5 separate regions of the Mus musculus genome follow, and all the other regions are linked to region 5. Evidence: chromatin contacts called from public Hi-C and HiChIP or PLAC-seq data. All regions are on one chromosome and are shown on one strand. The core of a region is the stretch at or near the end of the contact, and the rest is flanking DNA. Distances in the headings are between cores, read along the strand shown. Region 1 overlaps Marchf1 (membrane associated ring-CH-type finger 1). Region 2 overlaps Marchf1 (membrane associated ring-CH-type finger 1). Region 3 overlaps Marchf1 (membrane associated ring-CH-type finger 1). Region 4 overlaps Marchf1 (membrane associated ring-CH-type finger 1). Region 5 holds the start of Msmo1 (methylsterol monoxygenase 1).

Evidence for each region. A called contact is a pair of places that touch in the nucleus more often than the background predicts. HiChIP or PLAC-seq counts read pairs in DNA pulled down with a chosen protein or histone mark.
Region 1: a Hi-C map of B cells shows a contact between it and region 5, with 6 read pairs. The contact joins the enhancer-like site here to the promoter of Msmo1 in region 5. A contact is called at or near these places in 1 of 39 promoter capture datasets (pre-B cells), 1 of 484 Hi-C or Micro-C datasets (B cells) and 1 of 115 datasets of contacts at active chromatin or transcription factors (bone marrow-derived dendritic cells).
Region 2: a contact with region 5 is called in an H3K27ac HiChIP or PLAC-seq map of bone marrow-derived dendritic cells, with 10 times the contacts expected there. The contact joins the enhancer-like site here to the promoter of Msmo1 in region 5. A contact is called at or near these places in 4 of 39 promoter capture datasets (cranial neural crest, hippocampal neurons, neutrophils and 1 more), 5 of 115 datasets of contacts at active chromatin or transcription factors (the 230-238 cell line, bone marrow-derived dendritic cells, bone marrow-derived macrophages and 2 more) and 2 of 9 other capture datasets (adipose tissue and liver).
Region 3: an H3K27ac HiChIP or PLAC-seq map of acute myeloid leukemia shows a contact between it and region 5, with 7 times the contacts expected there. The contact joins the enhancer-like site here to the promoter of Msmo1 in region 5. A contact is called at or near these places in 2 of 39 promoter capture datasets (cranial neural crest and pre-B cells) and 3 of 115 datasets of contacts at active chromatin or transcription factors (acute myeloid leukemia, bone marrow-derived dendritic cells and large pre-B cells).
Region 4: an H3K27ac HiChIP or PLAC-seq map of bone marrow-derived dendritic cells shows a contact between it and region 5, with 8 times the contacts expected there. The contact joins the enhancer-like site here to the promoter of Msmo1 in region 5. A contact is called at or near these places in 1 of 39 promoter capture datasets (pre-B cells) and 4 of 115 datasets of contacts at active chromatin or transcription factors (acute myeloid leukemia, bone marrow-derived dendritic cells, large pre-B cells and 1 more).

What each region holds. Positions count from the first base shown.
Region 1 is chr8:66,322,349-66,325,048 of GRCm38.p6, forward strand. The region is part of intron 5 of Marchf1 (membrane associated ring-CH-type finger 1); the gene reads left to right. Among named protein-coding and RNA genes, the nearest start is that of Tma16, 160 kb to the right of the region's middle. Within about 2 kb of position 1,318, at least 41 of the 459 cell types and tissues checked have an H3K27ac peak or open chromatin away from gene starts, as enhancers often do. A contact at or near this core is called in B cells, where this site is marked.
Region 2 is chr8:66,443,113-66,445,838 of GRCm38.p6, forward strand. All of the region lies in intron 7 of Marchf1 (membrane associated ring-CH-type finger 1), which reads left to right. Among named protein-coding and RNA genes, the nearest start is that of Tma16, 42 kb to the right of the region's middle. Within about 2 kb of position 1,264, at least 31 of the 459 cell types and tissues checked have an H3K27ac peak or open chromatin away from gene starts, as enhancers often do. A contact at or near this core is called in adipose tissue, bone marrow-derived dendritic cells, bone marrow-derived macrophages and 2 more, where this site is marked.
Region 3 is chr8:66,341,791-66,344,490 of GRCm38.p6, forward strand. All of the region lies in intron 5 of Marchf1 (membrane associated ring-CH-type finger 1), which reads left to right. Among named protein-coding and RNA genes, the nearest start is that of Tma16, 140 kb to the right of the region's middle. Within about 2 kb of position 1,326, at least 25 of the 459 cell types and tissues checked have an H3K27ac peak or open chromatin away from gene starts, as enhancers often do. A contact at or near this core is called in acute myeloid leukemia, where this site is marked.
Region 4 is chr8:66,390,392-66,393,106 of GRCm38.p6, forward strand. All of the region lies in intron 6 of Marchf1 (membrane associated ring-CH-type finger 1), which reads left to right. Among named protein-coding and RNA genes, the nearest start is that of Tma16, 95 kb to the right of the region's middle. Within about 2 kb of position 1,375, at least 37 of the 459 cell types and tissues checked have an H3K27ac peak or open chromatin away from gene starts, as enhancers often do. A contact at or near this core is called in acute myeloid leukemia, bone marrow-derived dendritic cells and pre-B cells, where this site is marked.
Region 5 is chr8:64,732,223-64,734,922 of GRCm38.p6, forward strand. Msmo1 (methylsterol monoxygenase 1) reads right to left here and starts at 1,356. Exons shown (of 6, transcript NM_025436.3): 1 at 1,286-1,356.

The sequences.
Region 1 (2,700 bases), core at 68-2,567, 1.6 Mb after region 5:
AGTAGTTATCACATTCTGGATGTTTTTGGACTACTGTCACTGTCTTAGTTGGAGTTGCTATTGCTGTGGAGAAACACCAGAAAAACATTTAATTTGGGCTGGCTTACAGTTTCAGAAGTTTAGTCCATTATCATCATGGCAAGAAGCATGGTGGTATGCAGACAGACATGGTCCAGGAGAAAGAGCTGAAAGTTCTGCATCTTGATCTGCAGGCAAAGAAAGAGATCATATGCCACACTGGGCATAGCTTAAGCATATAAGACCTCAAAGCCAACTTCTATAGTGACACACTTTCTTTAACAATCCCACACCTCCTAAGAGTGCCACTTCCCCTGGTTGGCATTTGAAAACATGAGTCTATGGGGGCATACCTAGCCACCACAGTCATATCTTTGATGTTACTAAACCTTGCTATGGAGACTGAACAATATTTTCTCTTCTCCTTTGTACTTAGCCCTCTTCTAGTTCTCTCAAAGTATGGTCATCCTTGAAGGCTATCTGCAATATTGTATCTAATGTGCATCCTTCTATACTTTCTTTCTTTGGAACAACCATATAGAAAAATTTGATTCCTTCCATTGTGTCTGCTGTGCCAACTACTGTGTTTTCAAGTTTAATATTTTCAATTCTATGATTTATTTTCTAGCTTCTTATTCGTGGTATCTTACCTTTCCCCTAAACATAAATATTCATATTGTACTAGTCTGAAAGTATATTTCCAGTTATTGTTCTCTTATGCTACATTTTCAACTTCAACCTTTCTTCTATAATCATATATTAATTAATCAGGCACTCTCCTGTTGATTCTGGAGTTCCAGTTTCTCTGTAGGCATCAATTTCCTCCAGTTGGTGGCGCTGAGTGCATGCTCAGGCAGGGCTGGGGATAAGTATGATGGCACTAAGTCCCAAACACTCAAAGCACTATTGATAGCCTCCATTTGATGTCACTACTCCTGTAACTCATGTCAGAGATCTGCAGGAGCCATGGCAAGGAGACTACCTGCAGAGTAGACTGTTAGAATAATGCTTAATGGTCCAGGGACCTAGGATATGAGAAGTTAGAGGTTTAAATGCCTGAAGACCATCTTATTACTCCACCCATAACTTCTGTTTCCTTTTTATTTGTCTCTTTATAGCCTATGTCTCTCTAAGCCATTCATTTTCTGGGTATCAATGTGACTTTGTCATGGAAAGAGAAAGGAATGGTTATCTGAGGACAAAGAGAAGTATCAAAGGCCTTTCTTTAACAGCTCGAACAATGGCCAGGCTAGGGCGAGGCCTTTGCCAAGAATAGATAAGATGACAATGGTGGCTTATTTGTGTTTCCTGTGGGCTGCTTTAACTGTATGTTTGAGGTAGTGGGTGTGGCTGGAAGCTCACACTGCTTTTCCTTCATGAAAAGAGTAGGTGTTTTGTTTTTTACCGTGCTTCTCTCATATTTCTTTGATTTGAATCAACATTATCCACTTTCTCCAGCTCTAATTTATGATTATATTCACAGCAGATTCCAAAAGTAATATTTAATACATCAAGCCCTCCCATGGCTTATGACAGACACTGTAAAAACACATTTGGCTTATGTCCAATGCTGCCTATGAATTTTTATGTCTGATCACAACTTACTATCTTCCAGTTTTGTTTTTAGATATGGCAATACCTCATCTACTCTTTTCAGTGAATTCATGGAATATCTGATTTATGAATGCTAAAATGGAAAATCTTACCTAATATTTGCTCTATTGCCATTTTGTCTATATATAGACTACTACAAAGGTCTACATTTTATCAGTGAAAACAAACTATATGAATACAAAAAAATAAAAAGACAACAAAGGAAAAGGTAGATGGGAGGAGTGGGAAATGGAATATGGAGTGTAAAAACTAAATTAAAGATAAAATAAAATTAAAAAAATAAAAATTAAAAAACGACAAAGCAGTTAAAAAAATAATATTTAATCTCTGTGTCTAGACATGTTTCGTATGCTTTTTTTTAGTTAGCTATTTTCTTCTATTTGTTTTATCCTATTCTGGTTTGTTTGTTTTGATTTGATTTAGTTTGATTATCTTCTATTTTATTTTAATTATTTGTTTTATTATTTTTTCTTTTTATTATTTATTTTAATTAATTTAAATTTATTTATTATTGTTTAAGTTAAAATTTTAAATTAATAATTTTTATTTTTGTATCATAAGCAATGGGCATGTTTTATACATTAAACATTACTTTCAGAATCTGTTGTGAATATAACTATGAATCATTATTTTTAGTATTATTTACTGTTCATTTTCTAACACAAGAGAAAATGAAAAGGTGTAGATTTGGATGGAAGGAGACTTGGGAAGGACCTGGGAGGAGTTGAGAGAGGGGAAACCATAATCACAATATACTGAAGGAAAATATCCATTTTGGGTAAAAGAAAAAATATTTCAAATGACTATTAAAAGTTTATAGACCCTAAGCTATTCAACTTTAAAATAAAATGAAATACTGATCCAACTATGAGATAATACATTCTTGGGGTAAATTAGTAGTTACTTAGTGGACTTCTAGTTAAATGTTAAATAGATGGACATTAAGCAAAATCTTTGACAGGTAACTTTATGTCTCAGAAAGTGTTCTTAATGAAGAGATAAGTGTCACTGACTTTACATTGTTGATTTCCACCTGTTGTGTACTCTCTGTTGACGGTAAAGTACTAG
Region 2 (2,726 bases), core at 14-2,513, 1.7 Mb after region 5:
TATATACTTTAGAGAGGAAACTTTAGGTAAAGTTGACAGCTCAGAACCATTGTTTTCAATGCTCAGATCCTCTTATCTGCAGATCCCATCAATTGTGTATCTGAATTATTCAGAGGAAAAGAACACCTGTACGTTGATCATGTTCCCGTGTTTTCTTGCTGTTAGTCCCTGGAAACTACAGTCTTACATCCTTTTTTTTTTTTTTTTTTTGGTACTGCAATTCATTTCAGGATAACTGAGAGCATACAGAAGGATATGCATAGGTGATATACAACTGTTCTGCCATTTCATAGAATGAATTGGAGGCCTACACACCTCTGAACTCCTGACAAACTTTGCTTAATGACAGTAGGTTCTTCGGTCACTTGAAGATTCACAAATTCAGTTGCCCACACACATGGAGCAGGTTATATAAATATGTGAATTATGATGGGTATAAATGAAAGAGATGGTGGGGACCCAGGCAAATCATGTTAGCTGCAATGAAATAAATTCAAAGAACAAATACAATTGTTCAAAGCCTACTACGGAGGTAATGGAATTTTGTTTCACAAGCCAACTGGGATTCCCTGGTGCACTAGCTGACTTACTGTGTGCTATTTATATATAGGTAATATAAGACACAACCTCATCCACACACACGAGACAGCATTGCAGGTCTGTAGATATAGCCCAGTAGTAGAATATGTGATCAGCATGTGTGAGATGCTGGTCTGAGCCCCAACAGCTCAGATGGTACCACCACCACCTCAACTTTACCAAAGAGGGAACTGAGACGTGAGGAGGGTGGATCACTTGCCCCAGGTTAGATAAAGCTCTTTGTCAGTGTCTGCTTCACCCCAGATTCTGGGGTCTCCACCATATCAGCTCCAGTGGCTACGTAAAGTGTGACTATGTGTGTATCTGACCTGTGCTCTCTCATAACAGCAGGCAGCCTGTTCCAAACCCAGATCTTTCTCTGCTCTTTTCTCTTGCTCGGTATCCTCTACAGTATATGGGGTTGTTTGTTTTGGGTTTTTTTTTTTTTTTTAGACTCTTCCATTCATTAGCTTTGCTCTTAGATGGTTTCTCATCTACAAATTGGCACTCCCCTCTGCACCATTACAACACAGCCTGTGTCTCATGGCCCCACTGAGTTACGCCTCTAACCTACACCTTCCAGATCCTTCATGCCCTAAACAAACTCAACCATCCTATCCATTGAGAGCCTGCTTGCTGCTCTTGCTTTAACTAACCACAGCTCATCCCGTGACAAAATGGTGTTCCAGCAACCGCTGGGTGTTGTGACAAGTTGCATTTGGCCTCTTTTCACTTCCTCGTTTCTCTGTCTCAAGTGCAGGAGCATTGTTGTTGCTTTAACACAACAGTGCTGTAACACAGCGCTTCTTAGTATACTCTCTCTCTCTCTCAGAGCTTCAAACAGTTTAAGAAATTTCACATTAAGAGGGTCCTACAAAGATTCTCACTGACCACCCTTTTGAGAAGAAGAGCATTTTCTTGTCTCATTCATCCACAGAAAGCTATGGAGCTGTGCAATTGCCGAGGTAGTCATCAGGATAGCTTATCTGGGATGTTTCCACCACACTGCTGCACAAGCTCTATATTTCACATGTGTGATACAACCTTGTCACAAGTGTCACATCGATGCCTTGGGATATATGCTTACATATAGACTCAAACTCCAGGCCTGCTACATGCTAGGGAAGTACTCTACCATTGAACTTTATTTCCAAACGTGGTATGATTGAGTCCCTTAACCGTTCAGTAAAAGAAAACATAAAATGGGGCATCTTGGATAATCTGTAGTATATTCTATTCACTCCTAACAGAAAAAGAAGGTATCACTATATAATCTTGTAGATAACCCCACCTACTGTATGCAAAGCAACTTGCCTATTACCTCTCTTATCTTTGTCCCTATAGTGAAGAAAAATCTATTAATTTTTATGATATTTGACACTCAAAAAAAATCTATTCCTTCTCCCAAAATAGATTGGGTTGGTGACTTAATTCTGCATGATCAGATCTCGCCCACATCTCCCTCAGAGATGGTACTATACTTCTGAGTTAGTGCAGAAGGAGAGGACAATCTAAGTCCACTTGGATGCTAGGCTACAGAGTCCACATTATGATAACTGATGGATGCTCACCAGATCTGTTCTAAATTACTGGTACTGTTCAGCATTTAAATTTGTTAAATACATCCTCTGTTGACTAAAGCAGGCTATTCCTGTCAATTCTTTGGACATGAGGAGATAAAAAACAGAGAGGTAAAATAACTTGGAGGAGACATGCAGTCCTAAGTGGCAGAGCTAGAGTCTGACCCCAGAAATCCTTATATCGATTAACATCACTTGGATCAGAGGACTGCATTACAAATCTTCAAATATGACAAATGACAAATTCAGCAAGACCTGTGTGTGTGCACGGAGAAGCAGCTCCCTCTACAGGGCTGCATTTCCTAGCTGTATTAGTTACTTGCCTTACTGCTATGATCAAAAACAAAACAAAACAAAAACAGAAACAAAAAACTGACAACAGCATGGATGGGAGAATTTATTTTGGCTTACAGTTCTCAGGGATACAATCGAGCATAGCAGGGAAGCTGGAATGGGATGAGACTGGTCATATGGTGTCCACACCCAGGAAGCAAAGAAGCAAAGAGCAATGAGTGCCTGTGCTTGACACCACCCCCACCTCCACCTCTCTCTCTCTCTCTCTCTCTC
Region 3 (2,700 bases), core at 76-2,575, 1.6 Mb after region 5:
AATATATTCAGAGAAACTAGAGTTAGAAACATTCATGTTAGACTTATTTTCAAAACAAGCTATGAAGTGTATCCAAACAGTAAGAAACATCAAGAGAGTCCCTGGAGTCATAGCAAGGCTTCATCAAGGACATCAGCAGTTAGGGCTCTAGTTAATTAGAGTCAAAATCTTAAAATCACAGCAAAAGCAAAACAAGCTCCATAAGAGATGTCACCGAGAAAAAAATGAGAATAATGTTGTGATGTGTTTGAATCCTAAGAGAGACAGAAGTTTGCACATTGAGAAGTGAGTTGTTGAAAGAACCAGGCATAGAGGCCTCTACCAGTGCACCCAAGTTCAGAGAGTCAGAAACAGATAAAGTAAGAAACTGAGAAATTTGATTACAGAACAAAGACAAATATTCATGGTTTTGCAAGAGAGCTCAGTAGGAAAAGATGCCCTCCTTGAGGCCTGAAAAACTGAACTTAGTACTCAGGACTCATGTGGTGAAGAGAGCACACACATACTAGCTGTCTTTTAACCTCTACACTTGGGTCAGGATACTTGAAGACCCACACACATGTACATACATGAATAAATTTTTAAGTGATAACATTAACTTCGAAAGTAATCAATGATAAAACTGAACATTTTTCTTATTAACATCCATTCCTACTGACTCCCCACTCTTTTGTCCTGATTAATTTATCTGACTAGTACTATCCTTGTCCTAAGGATTATATGATGGAGTTTTTCCTTTTCATATTTTGACATCCTACTTCCATGCTCTCTCCCTCTTAACACATGAACTCAACCAAAATAATTTGGTTTTACTTATTATGTCACCAGCGCCTTGACCAAGACTGGGAACAAAACCAGATCCAGGTAAAGATTTGTTTACTGTTACTGAATCAGCACATTTGAACTTGCACAAGCATTAAATTTCAAGGAAGAAAAATAAAGTTACTAAGAAAATAATACTTAGAAATGCATATACATATTTGAAGTTAGATTTTTTTAAGTCAAAGAACAGAATGTTTCTAGAACTTTCTAGCGTATTTAAAAGGTATGTTGAAATATTCATGCCTTTCTGATGAAACTTGTGATAAATACTAAATAGTCATGGTGTCGATACACAATGCTAATGAAGAAAATTTCTAGATCAAGCAATTACTGAGGGTTTCAGTTGAGGAAGGCTTTGAAGAACATTGGAAAGAAGGCTTGTCAGTCACAATGAAGACTAAATGCAAGGTTTCAGTGAGGAAAGAGCCAAGTGTTGAAGGCACAGAAAAGAAGTGGTTGGGAGTTGCCCTGGTGAGTAATGAGGCAATTGTAAGATGTCATAACACAAAGGCAACATACTTCATTTCTCTGGCAGATGTGGTCAAGGGCTGGCTGTTATGTGAAATACACTGGGGATGCACAGAAACATTTCATTAGGAAATAAATCATTACTTCACTCAATACGTGCTCAATGAAGAAAGCTATGCTTCAGGAGCTTGTGTAGAATATTTTTGACACAGCTTGAAGGACTTCTTTAAAATGTCTAAGCTTATCATAGAAGGCTTCCTAAACTGAGAGTATGTGGAGGATCAATAGATGTGAACAATCTGTAGATAAATGTAGAACATCCTAAGAACTGAAGGGGAGAAAAATGTGTGTATAAGCTCTGAAGCAGAAACCCATAAGACTATGCATAGGTCTGAATAAGCAACACAAAGGCCATGGAAGAGGGCAAAGAGGCTCCAGAATGAGGGAGTGAGAAAGAGACCAGATCAGAAAGCCTAGTCAGCCATAATGAGAAGTCATGGCTTTGTCTTTATGGAAATGGAGTGTCATTAAAGAAAAACAATTAGGAGGCTACTAATATAATTGTGTCATAAATAACAAATTTGAAGTGAACTGGAAAAGGTTGGAAAGAAAAAGACAACACAGAGATACTTAAAGGGGAAATGGGGGAACCTTAGTCATAGCTGAAATGTGAAAACTAAGGCAACCTTCGTATTTTGTTAAATGTACAGGAGTGGCCACCAAAGCACCACTTAATTGAAACGACACTAAAGCTTTGTATCTGAAGCATCTGATGCTTTGTAATGCTGGCAAAATGGCTCAACAAATGAAGTTATCACTGCACAAACATGAGAACCCAAGTGTCAGTCCAAATTATCCTTTAAAATCCAGATATGATGGAAAGCACCTGTGATCCTAGCACTAGGAGAGTGAGAACAAGCTGATCCCAAATCCTGAGGTTCAATAGAACACTAGTGTAGCCAAACTAGTCAACACTGAGTTCACTGAGTGACCCTCTATCAGAAGAAAAAAAAATGAAGGAGGATGGAAGAAGAAACCAACTTCAATTTCAGGTCTCCACATGAGCATAGTTATAGATAAATGTGCACAGATCCATACACAGATATGCACACATACAGAGAAACTGAGAGAAACATATATGTATACAATAACAATATACACAACAGAAAAGGAGGCCATGAATTTGTTTTTCTGCTTTATTTATTTATTCAGTTTATATCCCAATCGTAGCACCCTCCCTCCTATCCTCTCAGTCCAACCCTCACACCCCCTCCCCCATTTATCTTTCTCCTCTCCTCTGAAAAGGAAAGGACGCCCCCCCCCCATGGGAACCAAGGCAGCCTGGCACATCAACACTTAGCAGAACTAGGTACATCCTCTCCCACTGAGGCCAGACATAGGATGCCCAGC
Region 4 (2,715 bases), core at 125-2,624, 1.7 Mb after region 5:
GAACCAACATTGTTCACTGATGTTCCTTTGAATTTCTATGGGTAGATTTGAAGAATAATAAGGGCTAAGACAAATTTCAAAGCATTTTTAATAAAATACAGAGTCTATCCAAGTTGTTTTGCTCTGTTCTATAGATCTCTGCTTTCCAACAGCCTCCATGAACTTCTTAAGTTCTTTTAGCCTATCTTCAGCCAGAAATAGTTCATCGTTGGTTTTCTCATATCCCATGGGAATTTTCATGATATTCTTCTAAAGAATAAAAATATTCCAATGCAAAAATATATGCAGGAAGTATTTTTGCTAAATAAAATTGGCTAGAAGAGTGACAAACAAGTCACTATAACCCTGTTCTGTACTGTTAACAGGAAATGGTGTATAGAATTACTCTACTGAAAGCTACAGTGATAAAGGTTAGTGGAAGTGAGTAGGAAGGACATGGTGGTAGCCCACTAAGTAACTAGGAAGCACCTTAATTGTTAGGTCTAGTGAGAGCATAAGACAAAGTTGTTGACGGCCATGGTACCCTGGAGAACCTGAGAAATGTGAGATACTGGTATTTATAAATGTAAGAGACATTAGAGGCCAGTTGACTTGAGAACGGTGTGATGAGTTACATTATAAGCAAGCCATTTGTGATTCCAAATGTGCTCCAGTGTAGATTTTCCATCAGTCAGTCAGTCCTGGACACATGCACAGAATAGAATCACTAAATGGACTCAACAAGTCGTATACATATGTGTGCCTGTCTATGTATGTTACTACTATTACTACTACTACTACTAATAATAATAATAATAATAATAATAATAATAATAATAATAATAAAAGAAAATATGAAAAATTTTAGAGAGGATGTCACTAGAGGATTTGGGAGGAAAGATGGAGTAATCTAGATGGAGTTCTATGTATAAAACTCTCAAAACATACTATATGCAAAATAATAATAGGCATGCTGTTGAAACACAGCACAGTTGGAGCTGATGATAATTTTTCAGTGATTGGTGAGCTATACACTATAAAATCAAACAACTATGTACCTATAAGTCACATAGGTTGATGTGATATACTGACAAGAGAAAATAATGGTTGGCAAACATGAAAAATGTCCTCAAGGTCAGAGAGGACAGAAGGATTTGGGGATCATTTTGAGGGGAATGTAGGAGGCCTAAACAAGAAAATTAAATTTCTACAAGAAACACTGTAGGAGAAATGCTTCCAGATTGATCACAGACACCATGATCCCCTGCGCAGGGAGGAAGACAATGGTGAGAGAAGCAGCAAATGCCTGTGAACTTGTAGTTCTGTTGCTTCAGACATGCAAAGGCAGATCTTACTTTAGTCACAACCACGAAGAAGAAGCAACCCCTGAGCCCTTCCTCCTTTTCTGTTCCTGGCATTTGGCCCACATGTGGACACCATATCCTCTTTCCCATACTTGTCTCAGTCTTATTCTGAACACGTATTGCTATTAGCCAATTACCATTTGGAAATTAAATCGCCGTGTGGTTATGTGTATGGCTCAAAAGTTGCCTTACAGGAAAATCACATCTAAAAGTAAAAGATCAGAACATGTTGGCCTTTTGTTGGAGTTTTCAGTGGTTTGTACTCTCAGTGGGAAGTGCAGAATCTTTAATATGATTTCTAAGTCCTCACATGATCTCTGTGTGAGACTTGCCTCTGCAGTTTTGGTATGCACCATTAACTATGACCTACCTGTGCTGATATGTTTCTCATTCCCTGAAAGCATCTAGGGTTTTTCTTTACATGGCCCCCTATGACCCTCACTAGACTGATTGCTAGTCACTGTTTCTCAGTTTAAAAAGCCATTTCTCCCATTATACTCAACTCCTAACTAATGCTCAAGACCTCTCAGTTCCATGACATATTTTATTTTAATTCATTTTTAGAAATAACTGTACTCTGTTCACATTTATTTCCCTCCACACATACTAGTCTTTCTCATTGTCTTTAATCTCTTATCACTTTCAATGGTTTCCTTCTTCATCCCAAATAATGCCTTCTCTGCCTTACTCATACACATATACATATGTACATGTATTGCTAAATTTAGAATGCACGTGAGAGAATACACACAGCATAGTTTTCAATGGTAAAATGCAGCTATTTTGTGATTAACTGCAATCTTTTTTTGCTAACATTTGCAAAGCATTTGTACCTTGGAGATACAACAAACTTCTCAGCATATTTTTTTTTTAATTTAAGGAAAATATCCTTTTTAAGCCATTGATGTTGATTATGTGAAGTCATAGTATCCAGTTCTGGGTAAGCTTGCCACTAAAAAAATCTACCTATGAAGGATTCTTGAGTCTTGTGGTTCTAAGACCTTAACATGAATCTACAACTACTAGAGAGTTTATTTAAACATAGATCACTGGTTATTTCTAGAGTCTTCTGTACTCTGGTATTAAGACCTTGAATTTACATTTCTGGTATAGTCACAGATGATACTGATGCTTTAGACTAAAAATCATGTCTTAAGAACCATAGTTGTATGTCATAGGTCTCTCATGGTTTAGATGGGAAGAAAGTGGAAGACAGGGAAGCAAAAGATGAGTTAGGAAAGCTGTTAGACATTTGTGGTACATCATAACTCAGTTTCTTTCTTGTTCACAATCATAGGCTGATACAGTTGAGCCATTACCAGAAACCCAATCATCCTGGTTAGGCTGCTGCTTCCATTTCAAAGCCACTTCC
Region 5 (2,700 bases), core at 106-2,605:
ACTTACTCTTAAAAAAAATTTCACAAAGTGCCCCAGGTCTGTCTGTCTCTCTCTCTCTCTCCTCTCTCTCCTCTCTCTCTCTCTCTCTCTCTCTCTCTCTCTCTCTCTCTCTCTCTCTCTCTCTCTCTCTCTCTGCCTGTCTCTCTGTGTCTCAAGATCTGTGTCTTAAGTTGGGCTTAAAACTATGAAACTAAGGACGACCTTGAACTCCTGATACCCTGCTGAGATTACCAGTGTTCGCCCACACACTCAGCAACCATCAAGATTTGACATTTCTCCATTTGACATTTTTCCTAGTCTCATGGAATGCTGGTTGATACCCATCATCTGTAACTCTTATCCTGATTTAGATTCTGATTACCCAAAAGGCTGCTGGCCTGGATCAAACTTGAATGCATCCTACAGTGCCTCAGGTGCCCATCGCAAACACGCTTTAATGCCTAACTTGAGAAACTTCATCACCTCCAAAAGAGCTGTTCTAGTCTCTAACTCGGCATCCTCGACTAAGTCTCCCAACTTCCACACAATGCTGAGACAGCGTTCAGTTACCTCAAGTTCACGCTCCGTAATGAGGAGAGGAAAACAGGGCATGTAGTTTTAAACAAAGTGTCAGATAAAGTGATCAGACAGGAGAGGGGAAAGCAGGCTTTGCTGAAATGAATATCCTGCCTTTTCAGTTTTGAGCAGCCTGCTTGCCTGGAAATTCGATCTGAATCAGGTAGACTAGATCCTCGGATTTCAAAAAATAAAAAGGATGAAAAAAAAAATGTATTCGTAGGATAACTTAACTCCTGGCTGACGATCCCAGCCCCTCTTTCGGCACTGCAGCTTAGAGAAGCCTTAGGCACAGGGTCAGGATCCATTTAAACATAAGTTTAAACCTTCATGGTTCAAGCGCGGGTAATTCTCCTAATGTGAAGCCCAGACCTCTCGTCCATGCACCCCTCTCTCACATGGAGCCACATCCTACAATACCTCTGGGACAGCTTCCTAGATCCACAAACACAGAACACACCCTACTCCCCCACTTGGTGATGGTGTTTTTGTAAAAAGTTTTTAAGACTCAAGTCAATGAACCAGACTCCAGGTGATTGCAAACTCTTTAAAGGGCAGGAAGTGTTGTCATTCCAGTTGCATCACTTGAGAACCTAGGCTCCTTGCCTGGAGTCTCGCACAGCCCACCCAGGTTCTTCCCACCGCATCCTTACCGGCCTCAGCCGGACACCACCCTGCTGGTCCCCGTCTCAGTCGCCCTCCACCCGGATCAGGCTAGAGAGCGCCTTACCTGGCGTCCCCGCGACAGACAGCGGTCTAAGCGCAAGTCCTGGCAGGTGCAGCGGCCTCCTCACTACCTCTGCCGGCTCAGGGGCAGGGCCCGGAGGCCGGGCCCCGGCTCGCCTGTCGTAATTGGTCCGCCCCACTCCCGCCCTGCCTTCGCCGTGCAGTGATTGGTCCGTGCTAAGGCCCGGCAGCGTGTGACTCAAGTCAACGAAGCCCTAGCGGCGCCAGTCATTGGCTGCGCGGATGGAGTGAGAATAGTGAGACCCGCGCGGCCAGCCAGTCGTCCGCGCGGCAGCGCAGCTGGAGGCGGGGCGCCGCGCGAGCGCGTGACGGCGTGACGGGGCGGGGCAGCCGCGCGGACCCGGCGTCGCCTTGGCAACCAAGCGGTGGGTTCCTAGGCGCCCAGTGCTGTGGGTGCGCTGGGTTGTAGCATCTTGCTACTCACATTGGCTTGGCTTCATCCAGAACCCGGGGAAAAAAGTGGTATATATGTTTTAAAGACTGATTTGAGTTTTTGGTCTTGCTTTCCTGTAGTTTATTCTGGATTTCGATCTTTCTTTTTTTTTTGAAAATGACACTTATTTCTTATTATTTATACTAGTATGAATACTACATTTATTTTCACTTTAAACTGGTCCACATATCATATAGTTTAGTTATAATAGTTTGAATTCCATTATAAATAATTAATTTTTACATACTAAATTTATTCTTCAAATTTATTAATGTATCCTTTTTCTTACACTCACAGAGCCAGAGACACAGAAAGCTAGAGAGACAGAGAGATAGACAGATAGGTATGATGGGGCTTGAGGGAGTTATAGTTGGGGAATGAGGGGAAAATATGGTCAAGATAAACTGTATAGATGGATGACATTTTCAAATAATATAAAATAATAAAAACAAAATCAGTGATGTAAGTTGGATTTTTTTTAGGCTACCCTGGAGTTTTTAAAAAAATCACTTTCTAATATTTATTGTAATCAGATTAATAAAACTAGGAATTAAATTTTCATGTTAATAATATTTTTGAGACATAAATATGAAAATGATATTAAGGTAACCTGACAATTTATATGTAATGGACAATTTTGTGTATTAGATTTCGATCTTCCTTAAGACAGGTCTCGAGTTATAGTCTGGCCTTTGAGCTGGATACGTAACCTAAGGACGGCCTTGACCTCTAGTCCTCAGGCCTTGGATCATCCATCTTGCCCCCCACGTACTTTAATAAGTGAAGCTTTTTTCAAAGTTCTATTCTTTTTATCTCATTTAGTGTCTGTCTGTGAGTGTGTGTTCACAAGGGGAGTTTGTGCTTCCTTCTGCTTTGTGCTGCTGAGGGTTAACCTCATACGCTCAGGCTTGTGCTGACTGAGCCTGGCAACTATCTTTTAATAAATCTCTGCACATGGACCATAG